Regions from separate parts of the Gossypium hirsutum genome. Here region 1 is linked to region 2. A link is a contact called in public Hi-C data. All regions are on one chromosome and are shown on one strand. The core of a region is the stretch at or near the end of the contact, and the rest is flanking DNA. Distances in the headings are between cores, read along the strand shown. Region 1 has its middle 4.9 kb from the start of LOC107929341. Region 2 holds the start of LOC107929326 (putative glucuronosyltransferase PGSIP8).

What was found. Hi-C and Micro-C count contacts between places; a contact is called where the count stands out from the background.
Region 1: a Hi-C map of leaf shows a contact between it and region 2, with 3 times the contacts expected there. The contact joins the enhancer-like site here to the promoter of LOC107929326 in region 2. A contact is called at or near these places in 3 of 34 Hi-C or Micro-C datasets (hypocotyl, leaf and petal).

Annotation. Positions count from the first base shown.
Region 1 is chrD08:58,492,612-58,497,735 of Gossypium_hirsutum_v2.1, forward strand. No RefSeq gene overlaps it. Among protein-coding and RNA genes, the nearest start is that of LOC107929341, 4.9 kb to the right of the region's middle. Within about 2 kb of position 2,805, at least 4 of the 9 cell types and tissues checked have an H3K27ac peak or open chromatin away from gene starts, as enhancers often do. A contact at or near this core is called in hypocotyl and leaf, where this site is marked.
Region 2 is chrD08:58,423,800-58,428,954 of Gossypium_hirsutum_v2.1, forward strand. It overlaps LOC107929326 (putative glucuronosyltransferase PGSIP8), which reads right to left and starts at 3,123. Exons shown (of 5, transcript XM_016860713.2): 1 at 2,529-3,123; 2 at 2,130-2,376; 3 at 1,858-2,059; 4 at 1,611-1,758; 5 at 891-1,511. The coding sequence starts at 2,770. The coding sequence ends at 1,007. It overlaps LOC107929325 (peroxisome biogenesis protein 19-2), which reads left to right. Exons shown (of 5, transcript XM_016860712.2): 4 at 1-230; 5 at 594-779. The coding sequence ends at 639.

The sequences.
Region 1 (5,124 bases), core at 1,555-4,054, 68 kb after region 2:
TAGTAGAATTGAAGCTAAATGTTGGAATATAAGTTGACATCTGATAATGAGCTAGATTGGATAAATTCATTATTTGAGATTGTGGTTGGTAGGAAATGTTACATTATATATATTATGAAGAATTATAAAAAGCATGTTAATAATTTTGAAAGTTTTAATTTAGATGAAATTTTATAACTCGGTTAAATATGTCTACAAGTGTATGTGTTTTGGTAATGCCTCGTACCCTATTCCGGTGTTGGATACGGGTAAGGGGTGTTACAAAATTTAGAAAAAAAATATAAAAAAAATTATGACATATTTTAACCTTTTTTATGCATCATATAATTTAGGACTATGATTTTCAATATTTTTAGTTTAAAAATAAATAAAATTTAGTTGCCATCAACGTAGGCTGTTCTGGATCAACTCTGCCGTTTTCATTTATTTTGTACCTTTCAAGTAATTATTCATTGAAACCTTCCATGTATAAGCTGGGTTTCATTGATATAAAATAAATTATAGAGGTTTGATCAATAGTAGTCGATAGAATGTAAGATAAATAAAGAAATAGATAAAAGTTGGAGTGGAGGACAAATACAAAAGAATTAATTGTAAAACTTACATAAAACATATGCATAAATGGATCATAAATTTTTATCAATTTGAAGGGTGTGTATCATTGGGTGGGCCACATATTTGGTATGGGATATAATTCCTAAAGAAGTTGAGCAAATTAGTGGTGGGAATTTCAAAGAAAACAAGAGAATATAATCGTAGGGCTCACATATTGCTTGGAACATATGTGTCTGAATTTATAAATGTGAGTAGTCGGCCTATGTTCCAACCTAGAAAAGAAGTTGGTGAGTGGGTCCAATGTAGGAGCCATAAATCCAACTCATCTTTCTCAAGAGGTTGCTCCAATTTCTTTTCCTAATTTATTTAATGGTTCAAAGTAGGGTGGTTTCCATATGTCTTTGAATTGCTATCCATAAGCTTTGCTTCATTTTCCCTTTTCCTTTTCTTTTTTCTATTTTATGCATTTTTTTTTAATTTTAAAAAAATTGAACTGGTTAATATATGTATTTTTTTTATGAATACTATTAGGGGAAATAAAATTTCAGCATTTTTTAATTTTTTAATAAAAAAAGATGTATTTTAGTTTTTTTAATTCAATTAGTTAAAAAGGGTGAATTATTTTAACAAAAGTTACTTCAGATATTTGTAAGGTGAGATTTTTTTTCTTTTCATGAAATATTTGTTTTATTTTTGTTTTAAAAAATGAATTGTAATTATAGTTTATAAAACAGAGTGGAAACTTTCAATATATTATATTTATACTTATATGTTTTTTTTTAAGAAAACTTTTGTTACTTCTCTTTTTTTATATGTATAATATATGATTAGATATAAGCTATTTAATGTTAACGAGGTATTGGTTCAATCATGAGTAGAAAGCTTTAAATTTTTTTAAATATATTATGTCAAATTTAGTCCTTAATGTTTATATTTTTTTGTCAAATTGGTCTTTTTTCTTCTTTTTTAATCTAAATTTGGCTGTCAACCTTTTAAAAAGAGTCCAATTTGACAACCATTTGAAAAAGAGTCGAAATGATGTTTTGTAACAAGAACACTAACTAAAATGTTAAAATTTTTAAACACAACAACTTACTTGATAATTCATGTATGCTCCATGCTATTTATTTTGAATTTTTATGAATTTTTATATATATTTTAATCTTATTCATTTATTTTACTCAGTCCGAAAAATAGGCCTAAAATTTTGCTCAAACTCAGCCTGAGTAAAAATGTTAAAACCCGAGCCTGGCCCGGCTACCTGTAATAAAAAATTTTGTATTGTTTTTTTATATAAAGATAAATTTTAAAAATATAATACATCAAATATATTAAAAACATTAATATAAATGTTTCACAACAAATAGAAAAAATTAAAAATATATATTTAAATAACACTAAGATAAGTACAATTTAACAAGCAAATACCTTTAAAATAGTAGTAAATTAATAAAAAAAAAGAGTTATACAATATTCAAATATTAACATCAAAATAGTAACAATATAATAGCAAAACAATGTAAAAAAAAGCAATAATTTTTTTTTTTGCAAATGTGGGTTAGGTTGGGCTTGGACCAAAAAAAGTTTACATGAGGCCCAACCCGTTTAGAAATCGGTTTTTTGGATTTATATTTTTGTCTAAACCCTCCCATTTTTTAGATTGACCTTCAGGTCAGGCCGACCCATGAACAAATCTAACAGTCACGCCAACAAGGTTAAAAATCAATATTTAAAAGTAATTAGTCTTTGGTTAATAATTGACTTATGACTATCTTATTCATTAAGGTATTAATTATGGTAATATTCTAGGTGAGTGAGGGAAAAAAAAACATATGAAGAGAGTTAGATTTTCCATTTGTTTTTACTTGATAGGAAAGAAACAAAGAAAGTAGGGATTTGAGGTTAGATGGATTTCAACATGACGTAATGATCCTCGGATCTTGTGGTGATCCTATGTTGCTAACACAAGTGAATAAAAAATAAAGTTCACATGTACTAATACCCTTTGGGATCACTCAAAACTTTTGCATTAAATATCTTAATTAACCTCATCTTTGTACTTATCTTAGTTAAGATTAGATAAAATTGGGGTATTCTCCAGCATTGTCATTTTCCAATGTAACTTTTAATGTAAACATTTAGGTATTCACATTTTATATATTTTTTGAGTGTGGCTCATAATCATGGGTTCGTTTCAATGGAATGCCAGCATACACTATCACATCATACTTGGGCCTATGCACCTTCATGGTTCCTACTGGGCTTCCAACATTCTTGCATGGGTTTCCTTCTATCATTATTGGTTTGCATTTTCAGATACTACTATTTAAAAGTTAAAACCATTACTAAATTGGTATTATAAATTCACTAGAAAGGAAAATAAGCCAATTTTTCTTTAAATTAACATATTAGTAAAATATATAAGTATTAATTAAAAAATTTTAAAGTTGTAGAAGAGAATTTTAAAAAAGTTTAAAAACATTCCCAGTTTTTTTCTTTTATCATTATTCACAATATTTTAATTTTTTTTATAAACAATCATTAACTGATCATACATTTTTTTTATCACTTCTCAATTTATTAATTATTTATATATTTTCCTTAAAATGTGTTTGAAAAATTATTTAATAATTAGATTTGAGTATAATTATTTATAATTATAATAATTAATTAGATCTATTAAATCGAGTGTAATTGAAATAATTACTGTCATTTTTCAATTCTTAAAAGGTTGAAAATATTTGAAGTATACAAATAATTAATTATGATGAGTATAAAAAAATGTATTTAGGTTTGTTAAAAAAGATGTCTTTGAATTTAGTGGGACAAATATTTTATCAACAACAGATAAATATTAAATTTATATTGTCCAATTTAATATACGGAATTTTATTTGATGCAATTATATACATAAAACTTATATCGTTCATATATATATACATGAAACTTTGATATTGATTCAATTATATAGATTTAAACAAATGAATACATATATTTATTTTCATAGTGGATTAATATGTCTATGTATGTAATATTCAACACAAAATCAAAGTTCATGTATGAGATTAAAAAGTGGATTAAAGTTCAAGTACAATATTTGTAACACCCCTTTCCCGAGACCGTCGCCGGAATCGAGTACGAGATGTCATCCAATTTAACTTACCAATTCGGAGCATAAAAATTTGCTTTTAAAATTAAGTTCACTGTTCACAACAAAACTGTCCACCTACGTGACTGTCACTAATTTAATTATAGCTCGAGTTACAGAACTCGAAATTTAAATCCGTAAATTTTCCCTGAAAGTAGACTCATATTCCTACTTACCATAAAATTTTTAGAATTTTTGGTCTATCCAGTTAGTACAGTTTATTCATTGAAGTCTCCCCTGTTTCACTACTTAACAGTTCTGACCTCTTAACACTAAAAATCAATTATCTCATTGTACAGAATTCATATAAGGTTATAATTTATTTCTTTTGAAAATAGACTCACTAAGGAATCTATAAATATAAATTTTAGCTTATAATTCTCTCTGTACAATTTATAATGATTTTCTAAAGTCAGAACAGGGGACTACAAAAACTATTCTGACCTTGTCTCACTAAAATTTAAATATCTCAAAATACAGAATTCCTTTGCCTACACCATTTCTTTCATATAAAAATAGACTTGATAAGCTTTAATTCCATATATAATTCACTCTCTAATTCCATTTCTACTATTTATGGTAAATTTTAACATTCACGTCACTGCTGCTGTCAAAGAAACTGCTTCTTTGAATTAGTTACTATTTAACATACATAACACCCAAAACTTAATTTTTACTAACTATTTCAATAGCTAATCTTAGCCATATCATTTGAACATGCTCAAAATGATTAAGACTCTATACATGCCATAGTTTAAACATTTTGAAAAGCACATAATACCGAGATGATTATGATAGTGTGATACAAGCTCCGATGATCCCCAATTCGATCAAGTTCAAATCACTATAAAACAAAGGAAAAGAAGAAAGGTGTAAGCTACTAATAGCTTAGTAAGTTACATGTAAACAATAGGTACTCATTTAATAATTAACACTTTTAATATATAACTAATCAAAACATTTCTTAGCAATTTCAATCACTTACACATGCACAATCTTACCAATTCACTTGCATATACATTTTCACACTTAACATTTATCACATATGCTCATTCTTTCATTTTTACCTGCATACACACTTCATTTCATATTCATTTTAACTCATTATTAATCCCGTTGAACACTCGGAATATACACAGATACGTAGAGATTTAGCACAATAGTGCCACACTGATATGTAGCCGAAGCTACCACTGAATGTAGCCGAAGCTACCACTGAGATGTAGCCGAAGCTACCACTGATCAATAACACTGGAAATGTCCACGGGCCTGCTCACACAAGCTGTCAGGTGTCTGCAACACATGCTAGATCACCCAGCACCCGGGACTCACTGTAACACTGTAACACTGATCTCTAGTGACATGTCACTTGTATCCACTTCTATTCCTAAGTTCAACCGGGAATTTACACTTAACACTTT
Region 2 (5,155 bases), core at 1,873-4,372:
TACCCGCAATGGTTAGAAGAGCACAAAGCTAATTTGAGTAAAGAAGAATATGAACGTTACTCCCGCCAATATGAGCTGATAAAGGAGCTTAATGGAGTTTATGAAAATGATCCTAATAACTTTACCAGGATTGTTGACCTGATGCAAAAAATGCAAGAGTGCGGTCAGCCACCAAATGATATTGTGCAAGAGCTTGCTCCTGAATTTGATTTATCCAATCTTGGCCAGCTGTAAATGCTCTTATCATGTGCAATATTCTGGTTTTTGCTGAGCAGGCAGCCTGCCTGTCTTTTATTTATGAAAATTATTGCCTCTTTCCCTTGAGTGTTAATATCTGGTGAAAGGCCATTTGGCAAGATAAAATGATGTAGGGAAGTGGTTTCCTAAGGATTACCATAGAGTAACTCAACTAATGAATCAATTGTGTAGATATGCTGAATATTGGGATGAAGGTAATGGCTCTTATCGCCTTACCAAATTCCATATGTTTCTGGGGTAGGATGGCCTGAGGTAGTTTTTTGCTGTTGTCGACTTGACGTCTGGAGCATTTTTCTTGTATATTCTTAGCTAACAAACACTTTTTACTCTTGCAGATCCCCAGAGATGCTCAATTCACAGCAGAACTGTTGTATAATATGAGGCAATATCCTGTGGCATACTATGTTTCTTTCTTTTTAATAGATATTCTTTCTAAGTTTTTGGGAAATAAAGTTTCTTTCCTTCAACTTTTTAAGTTAATTGATCCTTCAAGAAATGACATGCTCAATATTTTTATCCTAGTTTATTGTTAAAGCTTTTGTATATGATTATGCCATGGGATATAGTTATCAGTAATGAGCAAGGGTTTGTTGATGATTCATGAAAATGGGCATGCTATATAGGCTGTGGTGGGAAAATCAAAGCCCTTATAAATTCTTATAATTTTAATAATGGACAAATAGGGAAATGTTGGTGGTCCTACGCTCAGGTTAAAATAAAGACAACTTTCAAGTGTACCTAAGATTCTTCACCCAATTTTGGGAAAATTTGTTCTCTTTTCAAGTGAGACCTGAAGTCGTGCCGTAACCTTAACCATTGAACCCCAAGCAATAAGGGCATAACAAAATGCATAGCCGAAAACAGCTAAAGCTCTTGTAACTCCATAGGGGTACCAAGGACATGCCATCACCAAAAGTGACCCCAGAACCCGTATCAAAGGAACCAAAATTGGAACCACTGGCAGCAAAAATGAATTAATTGCTACAGATGAAAGAGTAACCGAGCCAAGGAAATACAATGTCCACCCTACTAATGGATGAATTGTACGAGGAATGATGGCGAAGGGAACTATATAGGCTGCAATAATTGACCATATTGCTATAAACTTCGGGCCTGTTTGCATCAAAGATGAGCTTTTATCTGTATTCCGGTACCACAGCTTGGAGATGCTGGGGCGAGCTAGACGTGTCATCGTGATGATTCCGAGAAAGATTACCGATGGGATCATCACAATGGGCATTTCAGCTGCATACCTGTATCGTACAAGATCATGAAACTCAAAGCAATCGTTCGATGGCTGTATAGGCTTTATTTATCTATCAGTGTTTCACTAGTTTTACATATTATCTTACCCTAGAGTTTGACGACGATTTTCATGCCATTGAATGCCTAAGGAAAGGACAGGCCAAGACCACCAATACCATGGCTTCAACCATGGAGCACCAGGAAAAGTGATCACGCTGTTAGGTCCACATGGTACTCTCCAACCAAGTTTAAGATCTGGATATCATTAAAAATGAAAATCACCGATATCATTTGAGGTTAGATTTGTAGCTCAAGTCAAAGCATTATAGATTAGACCATCACTATTTTAGTCACAGTAATAGGAGGCATCCATTTGATAGCCCATGGGAAGTCTGTAGTGCCCATCTAAGGTGGTGCCATTTAGGTGGGGATAGAACTTTGGCTGGTCCAGCAAGTCAGGGAAGTAGGCACCAGTAAACCCCTGGTCTGCACCATCAGGGTTTGCTTTACCAGTTTCCAGTTGATGAATCATGTCTTTGAATACCTCCAACGATGGCTGCACATGAAATACTTTTTAGAACCCAAAGCTGCTTTTATGGAATTTAGTTGAAAATTTAAATTACTACCTGCAACACAAAGAGGCCAGTATGAAAGATGCAGGGGTTAATGAAGACAGCACAAAACTGGCCACATTGGAACAACTCATCAGTTTTGTGGAGGAAGAGATTGTCAGCATCTAGCATGACAACTCCGTCATAGTCCACTAATCTCCATGCATATAATTTGTTCAGTGTTAACTTGAATCTCTGTTGACCCTTGTAAGGGTTATTAACGTTCTCCACTCTCAGCACCTTTGCCCCATCTTCTTCTTCTCTACAGAAACACAACAAAAACAGAACCTGTAATCAACTTTTTTTCATTATAATAAGGAACACTGTTTGAACTAAATATGTTGTTCTATTATTTGAACTAAACATGTTGTTGAAAAATAGACAAGTAAGAAGCAAAAAGTTAGGCAGAGTTACAGAGCACGAAGCCAGCGGAGGGGAGCGTCAAGGGAGGCAATGACGATGAGATCAGCGTCCACTTGGAGCCTAATAAGCGATCTGATCAACACACGTGTTGCCACGTAGAACTCATAGTCTCTGGGTCTCCCCATGTACACCGTTGCATAAGCGTTACGGTGCTCCTTATTCTTATGTTTCAGATTAACCCCATAGAAGGCCGTGGCCTGCACCACCCCCACCATCACTACCATCACTCTCATTAATCCAACCACCTCTTTTCCTCTCACCCCGCTCCAACCCAGTCTTTTCTCTGCCTTCCTATGCTGTGGTTTACAAATTTTCTTTTCTTTTTTAACAAAAAAAAAAATAAGAAGAGAAAAAGAGTAGATATAACAGAGAAGGTAAGCTCAAAGCATGTAGAAATGGAAGAGAATAAAAGGCAGTAGGATTATTATAGGGAGGGAGGAAGCAGAGAAGGTAAGCTGCAAGTTGGCATTAAATTTGAAGCTTTATTTGGTTGTAAATACAAAAATGTTGGGAGGTTTTAAGCGATCTCAAGGTCAGACTCAAGAGAACATATTTAGAAATAAAGATAATATGTAAAGAGTTTCAACCAGGGGCGGAGCTGCGGAGAAAGGTAGCTTCTCGCCTCCATTAATTTATAGTATCTTGAAAACAATGCAAAACTATATTTATTGGTTAAAATTTGTCACAAGTCCCTCTATTCTTCACAAATTTGAAATTAATTCAGTCCCTTTACTTTTTATTTCAAGCAATTTAATCATTTTACTTTTTAGATTTTAAAATTTAGATTCAATAATTATTTTTTTGGTAAAGAAATATGAAAATCACTCACAAAGATCAGTTTCACTATAAACAAGTTGCCCATCAATCCGAAATTGCTCAATGATTTATGTCGAGATCTCCTAGAACCTTATAAGACCATACCGGAATTTTTGCATTACACCAGCCAAAGTATGAGCTATAGCATTGGCTTGTTATGGAACCTTTGTATCTCTTTTACAAAATTATTGTATCTAATATATATCATACAAAATTAAAGAAAAAAGAAAGAAGAAGAAAAAACTTTGGATTGTATAAGTAAGAGAGGTGTGGTGTTTATCTTTTCTCTCTCCCTTTAATGTAGTCAAAATACATAAGTATGAGTAATAAAAAATTGTCTTTAATTAACATTAATTCCGAATTTAGTTTCTGAAAAGTCCTACCTCTTGTATATGATGGATCCATTTTTATTTATGTCATCTTTTGGAATTCATACCTCAAATATGGGTTTATATTTCATTTGCTACATAAATTGTATTAGTAAATCAATATAATATTTATTTAAATTAATAAAGAAATATTAATTTTTCAAATTCATAAATTTTTAAATAATTTTAAATTGCATTTAATAAATCAATGATTTTTGAAATCCAAATATATTAGTTCTCCAAATAAGGGCGCCCCACCATGCCTCTCTTTTAGATGTTTTTGATAATTAAGGAAAGATTAAGATCGAATTTAAATTCTTATGCCTGTAATATAATATTCTTATCACTAGGTCAAAAAATTGTTGACAAGATCGATAATGAAAACGGTATAATTCCATAATTTAAACGAATGATCGTTAGGGTAAACTATATAAATGGTCACCTAACTATTAAAAAATTTCCTTTTAGGTCATTCGACTTTAAAAAATTACAAAAATCATTTTGTTTTACTTTATTTTAATTCAAAACCGTTCAAATACTAACAATTTGCTGAATCATCAATAAACTTCATGACATGTATTTTCTTAATCATGAATTTTTTCCACATAATTTCCATCTCATTTTATAATTAATATAAAACAACTAATTTTTAAAGCACTAAACATATACATCTCAAATCAATTGTATTCTCCATCCCTCCATCCCAACAATCCCACCACCGTCTACACCGCAACCATCTTTCACGTCCAAACCACCAACCTATATTTTCTTCTTTTTCAAACCCCCAATTGAGGAGCCACCACAATTGGGTTTTGACTATCTTTTGCTGTTGGGGATGGAACAAAATTCAAACCCAAAACCATTATCTATAGATAAATATTAATTTAATATTAATATCTCAAAATATTATCTAGATAAATATTAAATTAAATTAAATATTAAATTTATTAAAATAATATTATCTTTGAAAAAGTTAATTTGAAATTAAGTTATCCGGTAGAGTCCCACTACGAGTCTAATTTTTCCACTTCTCTACCGTCGAAGAACCATCGCCGTCGATCATTTTCCAGTCGTCGGCTCGCTGCCGTCGCAGCCAACATGCTCGGTGGTGTTGTCGTCGGTGCCACTTCCCTCGACACCCCAAATCATCGCTATTTTGCCCGAACGGGCCTGGCCGGTTTGGTCCTAGGCCAGTGATCTCTCGATCGGTCCGATCCAACCATCGATTGGACCGTCGGCCTAGTTTCATTCATAAGTCCTGATTCAACTAGTTTTGGGTTTCGGTCTTAAGTTTTGGTTCTCGAGTTCTATTTTCGATTTTGGGTCCAATTTTCAAGTTCAATTACCAGCCAATTGTATGAGTTGAAAATTAATTTTAAAAATATCATATTTATTTTAATTAATTTGATTAATTTAATCGAATAAATCGACTCA